2 separate regions of the Callithrix jacchus genome follow, and region 1 is linked to region 2. Evidence: chromatin contacts called from public Hi-C data. All regions are on one chromosome and are shown on one strand. The core of a region is the stretch at or near the end of the contact, and the rest is flanking DNA. Distances in the headings are between cores, read along the strand shown.

Evidence for each region. Hi-C and Micro-C count contacts between places; a contact is called where the count stands out from the background.
Region 1: a contact with region 2 is called in a Hi-C map of skeletal muscle, with 6 times the contacts expected there. The contact joins the promoter of GPRC5B here to the promoter of IQCK in region 2. A contact is called at or near these places in 2 of 3 Hi-C or Micro-C datasets (induced pluripotent stem cells and skeletal muscle).

What each region holds. Positions count from the first base shown.
Region 1 is chr12:21,311,880-21,318,431 of calJac240_pri, forward strand. It overlaps GPRC5B (G protein-coupled receptor class C group 5 member B), which reads right to left and starts at 4,058. Exons shown (of 5, transcript XM_078344827.1): 1 at 3,896-4,058; 2 at 3,034-3,218.
Region 2 is chr12:21,134,147-21,140,177 of calJac240_pri, forward strand. IQCK (IQ motif containing K) reads left to right here and starts at 2,475. Exons shown (of 8, transcript XM_035267115.3): 1 at 2,475-2,661. The coding sequence starts at 2,481. The region is part of intron 3 of KNOP1 (lysine rich nucleolar protein 1); the gene reads right to left.

The DNA.
Region 1 (6,552 bases), core at 2,808-5,307, 180 kb after region 2:
TCCTAATCTTCCTTTCCCATTGCTGACTAGACCACTGGCAAATTTGAGGGCTCTCAAATTACAGAATCCTCCTAGGTTAGTAAACAGGGTTGCAAGAACACAAGCTCTGTGATCCATGAATATGCAAAACAGCTCCAGTCCTGTAAATAAAAGCAATCATTTAAATGCAAATTGCATCCTAGCTGCCCAATCCACTGTGGTCCGTTCCTCTTAGGCTGTAATTCCGAGGAGAAAATGTGACTAACTCGGAATCCCCAGGAAGCTATGTGAGAAAGTGCTTATGGGGCTGTGGGGCTCTGGGTGGCTCGGTTAGGGTGGATACAAACTGCTTCTAAGTCGGGAGTGGATTTTAAAGCCTGAGCTGCTCCTCCAGTTGGCTTGCCGTGGCTGGCCAGGCTCAATGTGGTCCCCCAAGGCTGGACAGAGCCCCTTGGAGGCTCCCAGCATCTCTATCCCCACGGGCAGAATGGAAAAGGGGGCTATTTTCCATATCCTTGTGGACATCAGGGGAGCATCTACAAATCAGATCCCATGGCCTCCTGCTCAAAACCCTCCAAAGGTTCACTGGTCCAAACAGAATAAACCCTAAACTCCTTTCCATGGCCCCAAATATCGTGACCTGGCTGGTCCCTACCATTCCCCTATCCCCACCCCCAAATCTGCCTAGAGCTTCAGCCACAATGGCCTTTGTTCAGTTCCTCTAAGCTCATTCGCACCTTCAAGCTTTTGCACTCAAAGTGCCTTCCTCCAGGATCAGTCTCCCCCAAGACCTCCCAGCGACGCCCCGCCTCTAGCTGGGCTCCCCTCAAACGTCACTCCCCCAGCAGTCTCCTCAGGTACCTACGCCCCTGTCACCTTCTTTTACATCACCCCATCTGATTTTCTGGCGGTCCTTATCCCAATCGGATTTCAGAACCATTTGCTACGGGTTTGTTTAGGGTTTGTGCACTCACCTCCCCAGCTCCGGGAGAGCAGCGGTTTGTCCGTTTCATACAAGGCAGTGTCTAGGCACCTGGCACGTCTTGAAATACCATACTAATCCAATGAAGATTCCGAGTTTATCTTTCTAACAAAACTGGCTGTCTTGCTGCTTGTGCCCCAAATGGCCGGTCCTTCCCCCTGGAATCTCCTTCCCTTCCCAACTTAGCTGACCCCTTTCCAGACTTAGAGCAGGGAGCAGAGAGGAAACTGTTCACTCCACAGTCTTAAGATACCAAACTGGCCGGGAGGGTTTCCAAACGACAGATGCCAATTTGCATTCTATTTACATTTCATTTGCATGCAGTGTAACTCAAAGCCTGAATCCCCCGCAAGCCCAGCGTCCCCACCGAAGAAACTTCTGAATTAAGAAGGTTCCTTGGCTGAAGTGCCGGGGTTTTTGTGCCAGATCCCTCCCCCACTGCTCTTGTCTTTGAGGGGTCCCCCAGAGCTTTCTGGGCTCTGTTCAGGTGCCCCCCGGCCTGGTGCAGTTGGGCGGCAAATGTGGCGCGTTGGCTGGGGCCCCAGGCGGGGACTCCGCTGCCCGCCACACTCCAGGGGCCTTTGTCCGAGCTCCAAGGAGCCGCCCCCTTAGCGAACGGGGGACGTGAAAGCGGGGACTGGCTAGGCCTGGGTGTGACCAAGCAAGGACGGAGGAGTGAACCCGCTGCACAGGGGAGACTTCTGGGGCAAGGTCGGTGGTCCTCCTCCACCCCGGGCGCTCTAATCGGGGCCAAGGCCGGAGCAGGCTCCTCTCGAGAGCTCTCTTTTCGGCCCAAGCGCTGGGGACCTCGGGATGTGTGGGGTCCTCGTAGGGCTGGAAGCCCGTGTTCCCCAAGGAGAGGAGACAGAGCACAGGTCTAGTCCTTACCCCCAGCCTAGCCACCTCTCCTAGAGGTCTCAGTGCCCCCAGTCTGGAAGGGCACCATTCCCCCCACCCCGCGCCATTGTATGCAGTCGCCCCCCCTTCCCATTCCTCCCAGTCACCAGCCCAGGTCTCAGCTCTGCCCTCTCCCCGCCTCCTCCCGCGGTGTCCCCCCTCCCCTTGCTCAGTAATGCGCACTCACTGCCGGCTGCGGGCTTGGCCCCCAGTCCCCGCGACAGGTGCTGTTGTTCTCCCCCAGAGTCCAGCCCTTGCGCCCCCGGCTGCGCCTGCCCTGTCCACGGTCAGCCCCCCACGCGGCTCCAGGACCAGCCCGCAACTCCTCACACGCGAGGCGTCACTAGGACATGGCTGGGCTCCTTTATGTTCCCAGCTGCCGTTCACCTGTGGTCGGCCCGAGACCCTCCTGGGAGACTTGGATCTCTACCGGATCCAGTCACAGTCCTTCCAAGTAAAGATCCCCGTCCCCTCGCCTCCCCCGCCCAGCCTTCTACGGCTCCGCTCCCACGGCACAGGATTCCTCTCGCCCAGATCCCGCATCTCCCCTAGCAATGAACTCCCTGGCTGGGGATGGAGGGACGCTTATAAAAACACAAGAGGCGGACCCTCCCCATCCTCCGAAATCCACGGCGGGAAAAGTTTCTGGGGTCCCCACGGTGTCCTTCACCGTATCCGCGCCGCTCGCACTCACCGACCCCCGCGACCCCGCAGCGCCGACGCTCCCGCTGGCCTTCGGCCCGAGTCACATCTCTGCAGTACGGCCGCGGCCCCCGCTACACGCACACCGGCCTGCGGGTCCAGCTTCACTGCAGCGCCTGCCAGAGCCGCCGCCGCGCGAGGCGCCCCCTGGCCCGGCCCGCGCTACAGCAGCGGCCGCGGCCCCGCCCCCGCCCCCGGCCGGCCCCGCCCCCGGGCCTCCGCTCCCCACCCCGGTCCCCCCAACCCCAACAGTGGTTCCGCGCGGGGCTAGGCGCCGCCTGCCTGCACCTCCGGGGCCCAAGCTTGTGGCTTCCAGCCCGGATCGCTGAGACGATCACCCCCACCTCCCGTGTCCCCAATTCGGGGACATTTGCCCCACAACCACAGTGCGCCAGTGAACAGTCCAGACGAGCCTGCAACTCCCCAGGGTAGATCCATTTGCAGGAACACCCCCCTCCGTCCAATACACTTACCGAGTGGGACCGCGACCGAGGGGTACGGAGGGGTCCCAGTGCAGGAGGCTTCCTGTGCCCAGGCCACGCTCCAAGGTGGGTTCATAAGCAGTAACTTCCCCGAAACACACCAGCGCCGGGTCCAGGATGCGGAGAGGATCAATCCCGCCGAATATCTTCCAGAGTCACCAACGCCCAGGTGTACACTTAGGCACACGCACACCGTTAGGCCTCCTCGAGGCAGGTTCCCTCCTGGACACACTCCTCTCTCTCCTCTGTACCCACCTCCCAGGTGTCCTTGTCCCCTAACGCACACTGAGCCCAACACCCGCGTCCTCGGCGCCTTCAAACACACACGTCCACACGGGGCATCCCTCACGTGCGTCCCTACGCAGGATCGCCACCACCCCTACCGCACACATCACCCACGTACGCACACATCCACAGCCTTGCAGGGGGCACACGCTCTGCAGGCGTTCAGGGCACAGCCCGGACGCGTGTCTGCGGGGAGGCCGTGGGACTTGCTTTAAGGAGGGGTACGGGACAGCCTTCCGCCTGGGCACGGAGTCCCCCTCACCCTGTCCTAGTCCACTGGCCTCTCCGAGGTCGGCAATGCCTCGCCCAGGCTTGGGAGCTGCGCTCCCACACCCCATATAGGGCTGGTTACCTGGGTGACCTTCGGACCAGCAAACCCCGGGCAATTTCAGGTGGCCCCCCGAAAACCAGAAACAGACCTTTGAGCAGCATCCCTTCCCCGCACTCCAGATTCTCAGGGTGAGATTTCCTCCCCCACTCCGCGGTTCCCACACCGCCCGCCCCCCCCCCGCCCGCCCCCCCCCCCGCCCCCACTCGTCGTCACAACCCTCCCAGCCACGTAAGACACCATAGTAAGAGGACAGACTCCTGCTCCTCTCTCCCGGGGGCTGCAGGAAGGTGGGACGAAGAACCCTGCCCTCTGGGAATAGTTTCAGTCTCTGATCTTTGGGGACAGTGGCCTTCCAGATACTCTCCCATCCCTTCCCGCAAGCCTCCAGCCTCCCAGTTCCGGTCTCGGTTAGGCCACATCCCCCTTGGGCAAGTCTCTCTGGGATACCTTTTATTATAGTCAAAGGAAAATGGAAGGGAAGAACCATAAAGGCAGTGTTCCCCCTCCCCGCGACTGGTTTATTTGCGTGGATCCTCAGAGCCTAGAACAGTGCCAGGTACACAGTAGGTGTTCATCAAACATTTGCAGGACGACCCTTTCCTAGTGTGTTCCCGCCAGACTGCTCATTTGGAAAGTGGATGAGCACTGCCACCTGGTGGCAGCTCTTGGAACTGACGCCGAGATCCTTTTGCAAACGCAGGCAAGTTCACTTTTGTGAGCCTCAAGTCCTCAATGTCTGTGAAATGGAGATTTTTTTGATCGTACGTGCCTGTTGGGGTTGTTGTGAAGGTCTAACACATGTTACATGTAAAGTGCTTCACGCAGGGTCTGGCATGTGGAAAGCCCTTAGTATGAAATGATTAACACTGCAGTTAGGGTTACATTCCCTTTCCCACTAGTTTTACAGAGGACCCTGACTGTGATGGTCAGTTTCGCTTTGGGTGATGACACCACAGGAAGCACAGAGTGAAAATGAAGGAGGACACTGAGTGACAGGGGCATTCCTTCCATTCCTTCCATCCCTCCAAAAAAGTTCAAACACCCATGGATGATAATAATAAAAGTAATAGCTGAGCACATAGTGCTTGCTGTGAGCTAGGAGCTATTCTAAGTGTTCTGAATTATTTTTTCTTTTCTCTCTCTCTTTTTTTTTTGAGATGGAGTTTCACACTGTCACCAGGCTGGAGTGCAGTGGCATGATCTCGGCTTACTGCAATCTTCACCTCCTGGGTTCAAGCGATTCTTCTACCTCAGCCTCCCAAACAGCTGGGACTATAGACACCCACCACCATGCCTGGCTAATTTTGTACTTTTTTTTTTTTTTAGTAGAGATGGGGTTTCACCATATTGTCCAGGCTTATCTCGAACTCCTGACCTCCTGATCCACCTGCCTTGGTCTCCCAAAGTGTTGGGATTACAGGCATGAACCACTGCATCCGGCCTTAAATTCTTTAACTCATTTAATTTTTCCAATAACCCTTTAGGCCAGAAACTATTATTCTCCCTATTTTACAGATGGAGACACTGAGGCTAAGAGGAGTTAAATACTGCCCCAGGGTTAGACAGTTGGCAAAGACAGAATCCAATCCAGGCCATCTGACTCCAAAGGCCATATTCTCAACCAATGGTTAAACTGGTGTCATTTGCTGCCAGGTCAGACAATGTCACAAGGAGCCTCACCTCCTGGGAGAGTTCACCACTGTCTCAGGGTGATCAAACCCAATCCCAGGGCCAGGTAGAAAGGGTGTGGCCCCTTTCCCTTCTCCCTTCCCTTCCTTTTCTCCCGACTCGACTCTGTCACAGAAGCCACTCTCTATCTTCATAGAAGGTTTCTGCTTTACCCTTTGGGAGGCTGAGGTGGGCGGATCGCCTGAGATCAGGAGTTCGAGCCCAGCCTGGCCAAGATGGTGAAACCCCTTCTCTACTAAAAAGATAAAAATTAGCCAGGCATGGTGTCACATGCTTGTAATTGCAGCTACTTGGGAGGCTGAAAAGGCAGGAGAATCGCTTGAACCTGAAAGGCAGAGGTTTCGGTGAGCTGAGATCGCGTCATGGCACTCCAGCCTGGGTGACAAGAGCGAAACTCCGTCTCAAAAAAAAAAAAAAAAAAATGGTTTCTGCTTTGCCAGTTTACTACTAGAAGGTCCCTTGCTGTGTCCCCAAAACAAAGGAACTGTCTGCCCCCAAGCAAACTCAAGCCTCTACCCCTATGTAAAACAAAGAATGATTTGAATGGTTGCAATTCTAGGTTATGTATTTATAGGTGTCTATGAACTTCCCTGGTGGAGGTTTCAGAAATGTCAGACTATTTATCTTTACTCAGTTATGAAGCTTAGAGTGATGTGGGATCCACTTTAAGAGAGAGGGCAGAGGCCGGGTGCCGTGGCTCATGCCTGTGATCCCAGCACTTTGGGAGGCTAAGGCAGGTGGATCACCTGAGGTCAGGAGTTTGAGAGCAGCGTGGCCAACATCATGGTGAAACCCCGTCTCTACTAAAAATACAAAAGTTAGCTGGGTGTGGTGGTGGGTGCCTGTAATCCCAGCTACTCAAGAGGCTGAGGCAGGAGCTGTCTGAACCTGGGAGGTTGAGGTTGCAGTGAGCTGAGATCACACCACTGCACTCCAGCCTGGGCAACAAAGAGCAAAACTCCGTTTCAAAAAACAGAGAGAGAGAGAGAGAGAGAGAGAGAGAGAGAGAGAGGGAGAGAGAGAGAGACAGAGAGCGCGAGTGAGCGCAGAGGCAGAGCCTGGATGTGCCAGCCCGAGTCCAGGCTCTAACCACTGCCCTATCCTGCTATCTTACCCCTGGGCAGGAATCCTATGATCAGCTATACTTTCTCTTAGTTTTTCCTTAGTACACTGTGATGTGCTTCCAAATCACCCAGGTTCTTGTC
Region 2 (6,031 bases), core at 1,225-3,724:
TCATTCATAACCCACTCCAGGAGCACCTGGAGAGTCAAGGAATAACTACACTCATTCATTCCTGTCTATCCTGTTTCCTGGTTTATTTCCAGTGTCCTACTCAGCGCCTGGCACATAGCAGGTGCTCAGTAAATACTCACTGAATGAATGAATACATGCTAGAGATGCAGAGATGAACAAGGTAAAACATCACCCATAAAGAAGCAAGTAGGTGTAGGAGGGAATGAGGTGTGATAACAATGATACAGGTGATAAAAGCAAGGACAGTGGTAAGGTCAGGGTGGTGGAGGTTATGTAACCTGTCCTACCAGTTGTCAGGAAAATGCCTGAAGAATAACTGCAGGATGGTGGTATTAATCCCTAAGACAAAGGTACTGAAGGCAAGTGGCTGAAGGGCTGAGGGGAGAGGCCTGATTGGACAGATGCTTTGGAGATGTTCACAGGACAGATGAATATATGGATGAGGTGTTTGGGTGGCAGTGTTGTGACATAAATTTAGGAAGATATGGGTGGTGATTAAGCCTTGAACAGAACAAGCCTGAGACAAGACCTCAAGAAATACAGTAGTCCCTTACCAAGAACCAGCTCGGCCGGGAGACTCCCACCCAGGACGGGCTGAAGGTGTTGCAAGGCAGTGAGAGGCAGTGACCCAGATAGAGAATAGAGTGGGTCTACTCTGGGGACCAACAGCCTGAGAGTCTGCGATGACTGCAGCTCTTCAGGACTGAAAGCCCTGGGCAGAGATCCATCCACGTATTTGCTCTTTTACAGGTGAGTCGTATTAACACACAGGTGTTTTCAATACGCACATCACACAGGCATATACCAGGCAGGCAGCTGTTGCCTGCCTACGACTAATTACAAACTACAAGCATCCTCCACAAAGGAGTCACGGGGGCAGGGTTAACTTAATGTTCCTCAACACTGCCTCAAATCCCAGTTTCCCTTCCCAGGTTTCAGTTACCCCTGGTTAACCCTGGTCCCAACTTAGGTGAGCACAGTACAGGAGAAGACATTTTGAGAGGGAGACCACGTGTATGTAACTTTTATTACAGTAAACTGTAATTGTTCTGTTTTATTACTAGCTAGATCGTTGGTAATCTTTTATTGTACCTTTTTCTGAGACAAGGTCTCACTCTGTTGCCCAGGCTGGAGTGCAGTGGCATGATCTCGGCTCACTACAATCTCCACCTCCCAGGTTCGAGCAATTCTCATGCCTCAGCCTCCCAAATAGCTGGGATTACAGGCATATACTACAGGCTCGGCTAATTTTTGTATTTTTAGTAGGGACGGGGTTTCACTACGTTGGCCAGGCTGGTCTCCAACTCCTGGCCTCAGGTGATCTGCCTACCTCGGCCTCCCAAAGTGCTAGGAATATAGACGTGAGCCACCAAGCCCAGCCCTGCTGTGCCTAATTTATAAACTTTGTCACGGGTAGTATACAAAGGAAAAAATATATTTAGGGTTCAGTACTATTTGTGGTTTCAGGTATCCACAGGTTGTTTAGAAACGTACTGACCGCGGATAAGGGGAGAGCAGGACTACTGTATTGACATTTAAATAAACGGGCAGAGGAAAAGGGGCTTTTGCCAAGGAGAAGGTGCAAACCTGTAAAGAGTGTAGTCAAGAAAGCCAAGACCACTTCTGAATAGGGGAGTGGCCAAGAGATCTGTTAAGAACAAAGAATCCACCTGGAAGCTGCGGGTCAACTCTTAATTCCCTTCTCTCCCCATCTCTGCCACTTAGAAAATTATTGCATCCTCCTCTCTAGCTCTGCGACCAAATGCATTCACTCTTGCAAGGAGAAAGGAAAAGAACATTACAGTGCATCTCCTGCAAACACAAACACTTTCTCCAAAAGCGCTTTTAAATTCCCGCGGCAGCCATGTGAGGATCACAGTGAATACTCAACCTCACAAGCTCCAGAGACTTTAATGATTGACTTGCCCTAGGTTCCAAAACCAGCAAGTGGAAAACGAAGATTGGAATTCCGCCCACAAGACTCAAAGCCTGTGCAGCAACACCCCGCTCCCCCGCAGGATGACCAGTAGGACGCGCAGGAGCCAGGAAGTGAGGTCTGTGTCTCCAGGGATTCCAGGCGCCAAAGCCTCCGCAGCAATAGACAGGGAAGGATTACATGGGGTCCCAGGCACCGCTCCGAGGCGGGAAAACTTCCTGGAGGCGGCGGCCTCAGGCCGGGGCCGGCGCACACCAACTGGAGGGGTCAGATTTGGGAATGTGGGTGGTCCGCTTTTCCCTCTCTTCTCCGGGGCGCACTTCCCCAGATGCAAACACCGAGCCCGCCCGCCTGAAACGCGCCCTGGCACTCACCCGTGGGCCAAACTTCCGCGCCTCCACGTGAGAGCCCGCTACGCCGTGACCCGGAAGTCCACTTCGAGTCGCCGGCCCACCCTCTCCGGTTCCGCCTTCTATCGGGTCGCGGCCTTCCGGCGAACGCGGTTACCTTGGAAACCGTGGCCATGGCAACGCCGCGGCAGGTCCCCAGCTACAATGTTCAGCACAAGCCCAGCAGCTCTGCAAACTCGTCGTTCACCCGCACGCCGGTGCGCAACTTGTCTCTCGAGTCCCGCGAGCTGCCTATCTCGCCATGGCAGGTCGCCGAGCCGTCGGGCAAGAATCTGTGGGAGCAGATCTGCGAGGGTAGGCAGCCCGGGCTGGCCGAGAAGGGCGGGACCCGGGCGCCTGGGCTGGGACCGCGCTGGGGTAGCGCCCTCTGTGCTCCAGGCGGCTGACTTGCGGGGCCGCCGGGCCGCGCCACGGGCCCGGGCTCCGCATTTTACACACGGGGAAACTGAGGCTTGGAGAAGCTGGCCCGAGGTTACGCAGCGCGGCCTCCAACCGCGATCCGTAGTGAGGTCAAAGGCAAGGGAACGACGAGGGGAAGCAGAATAAAGAGAACTAGCTATGCGGCGTGGACCAGCAGTTTCTGAACCTCGTTTAGTGAACGGAAAAGAATTGCTGGGGCGGGGATCTTGTTAAAAACGTAGGTTCCCAGGCCCCGCCCACAGAGCGTCAAATTGGGAGTCAGGGAATTTGCACTTTTTAAAAAGAGCACCCAAAGCCGGGCGCAGTGGCTAACGCCTGTAATCCCAGCACGTTGGGAGGCCGAGGCGGGCGGATCACGAGGTCAAGAGATCGAGACCATCCTAGCCAACATGGTGAAACCCCGTCTCTACTAAAAATACAAAAATTAGCTGGACGTGGTGGTGCGCGCCTGTAGTCCCAGCTACTCGGGAGGCTGAAGCAGGAGAATTGCTTGAACCCAGGAGGCGGAGGTTGCAGTGAGCCGAGATTGTGCCACTGCACTCCAGCCTTGTGCCTGGCAGCACGGCAAGACTCTGTCAAAAAAAGAGAGCACCCCAGGTAATCCTAACGTAGGTAGACGGTGGCCCACACGTTCTGTAACCATGGTGTGGACAAACGGGTTTTGGTCCTTTCTTGCTTCAAACCTTCCTTAACCTCCCCAAACGGAGGTTAGCACATCTTCCTTTATGACCCTGCTCAGTATTCTTTACTTAGGTTGGGCAAATTATTTAACTTATTACCCTGTCTGCAAAGTGGTAATAATAATGGCACCTATTTCGATGGTGTTAGGAAGATGGAACCAGATAGTCACAAAAAGTGCTTAGCAAACTGCCTGATTCTAGGAGTGCACAACGTTTATGGGGGGTGGGGCTGCTTGATTTACAGAAAGAGCTGCGTAAGCATTAGTTCTTACTGTGCAATTGAGGAACTGAATTTCTTGTTGGACTTTTGTTTTTTTGAGACGGAGTCCTGCTCTGCCGCTCAGGCTGGAGTGCAGTGGCGGATCGCTCACTGCAACTTCAGACTCCCGGGTTCAAACGATTCTCCCGCCTCAGCCTCCTCAGTAGCTGGGTAGCTGGGATAACAGGAACCTGCCATCATGCCTGGATCATTTTTGTATTTTTGTCGTGAAAGGGTTTCACTGTGTTGACCAGGCTGGTCTTGAACTCCTGACCTCAGGTGATATACCCACCTCGGCCTCCCAAAGTGTTGGGATTACAGGCACGAGCCAGTGCAGCCAGCCCGGACTTAATTTTAATAAATATAATGGCTGGGTGCGGTGGCTCATACCTGTAATCCCAGCACTTTGGGAAGCTGAGGCAGGTGGATGACAAGGTCAGGAGTTCGAGACCAGCCTGCCTAACATGGTGAAACCCCGTCTCTACTAAAAATACAAAAATTAGCTTGGTATAGTGGCGGGTGCCTGTAATCCCAGCTACTCAGGAGGCTGAGGCAGGAGAATCACTTGAACCTGGGAGGTGGAGGTTGAGGTTGCAGTGAGCTGAGATCACACTGTTGCACTCCAGCCTGGGCAACAGAGTGAGACTTCATCTCAAAAATAAATAAATGTACTTAAATAGCCACATGTGGATAGTGGCTGCTGTATTGGACAGTGCAGGTCAGTAAATGTTTATTGAATGGGAAAAAAGAATGAATGCACCAGTATATGTGATGACTTAAAAGCAAGTGGAGAATACAGAGAAGGAAGAGAATAGTAGACACAGTTGACAGATGCCCTCAAAAGCTGTCTATTTTAATCCCTATCCAGTACTTAAATTACTTCTCCAACAATACATCTTACTAGAAAAAAATTTCTTTCATTTTGGATGTTCTCTTTGTCACTTTTACCCCTAGGTCCTTACCTCTTGTAAGGTAACACCCCTAGGTGCTATGACTCAAGGAGCGAATCACTCCAATACAAATAATATACTCAGATATTTAGCCAGGTGTGGTGGTGCATGCCTGTAATCCCAGCTACTCGGGAGGCTGAGTCAGGAGAATCACTTGAACCCAGAAGGCAGAGGTTGCAGTGAGCTGAGATCGCGCCATTGCCTCCAACCTGGGGCGACAGAGTGAAATTCTGCATTAAAAAAAAAAAAAATTTTAATTAAAAATAAAAATATGCTCACATATTTGAATGTAGTTATTGTGGTTGTCTTTCCCCCATAGCTTTTACTTCTCCACACTTCTCCAAGGCAAACAGTTCTTTATAATGCAATTTACTAGAGTATTATTGGAAAAGTTACTCAGCCTCATCTGTAAGAGATGGATAATTGTTGTACGTACCTCACAGGGCTATTGTGGGGATCAAGTAAGATAATGTATGAAAAGGTGCTTAGCACAGTGCCTGGCATTTAAAAAGTAGCCAATACGCCGGGTGCGGTGGCTCACCGCTGTAATCCCAGCACTTTGGGAGGCCAAGGCGGGAAGATCACGAGGTCAAGAGATCGAGACCATCCTGGCCTATACGGTAAGACCCCATCTCTAGTAAAAATACAAAAAAAAATTAGCCGGGTGTGGTGGCACGCCCCTGTGGTCCTAGCTACTTGGGAGGCTGAGGCGGAAGAATCGCTTGAACCCAGGAGGCGGAGATTGCATTGAGCCGAGATTGCGCCACTGCACTCCAGCGTGGTAACAGAGCAAGACTCTGTCTCCAAAAAAAAAAAAAAACAAAGTAGTCAATAAATGTTCATTATTGTTGATAAAGAAACCTGCTTTGTGTTTTACTCACCAAGTTTATTTTGGTCAAATAGGCCTGTAGAGAGAAAACAAAGACAAAGGGTTTTGGTGCTCTCTGAAAAGCAAGTGAATTGATGCCACTATAAAATGATAGAGTTACGGAATGAGGCCAGGCAATGGTGGCTCACACCTGTAATGCCAGCACTTTGGGAGGCCAAGGCGGGTGGATCACCTGAGGTCAGGAGTTGGAGACCAGCCTGGCCAACATGTTGAAACTCCATCTCTACTAAAAATACACAAAACAAGTCGGGCTTGGTAGTGAATAATCCCAGCTACTTGGGAGGCTTAGGCAGAGAATCGCTTGAACCTGAGTGGTGGAGATTGGAGTGAGCTGAGATTGCACCACTGTACTCCAGCTTGGGCGACAGAGTGAGACTCCTTCGAAAAAAACAACAACAAAAAATGAATGTAATGAAGTCAGCATTAGCGAACTACACATATGGCACTGTGATGATTATGTGCCCAT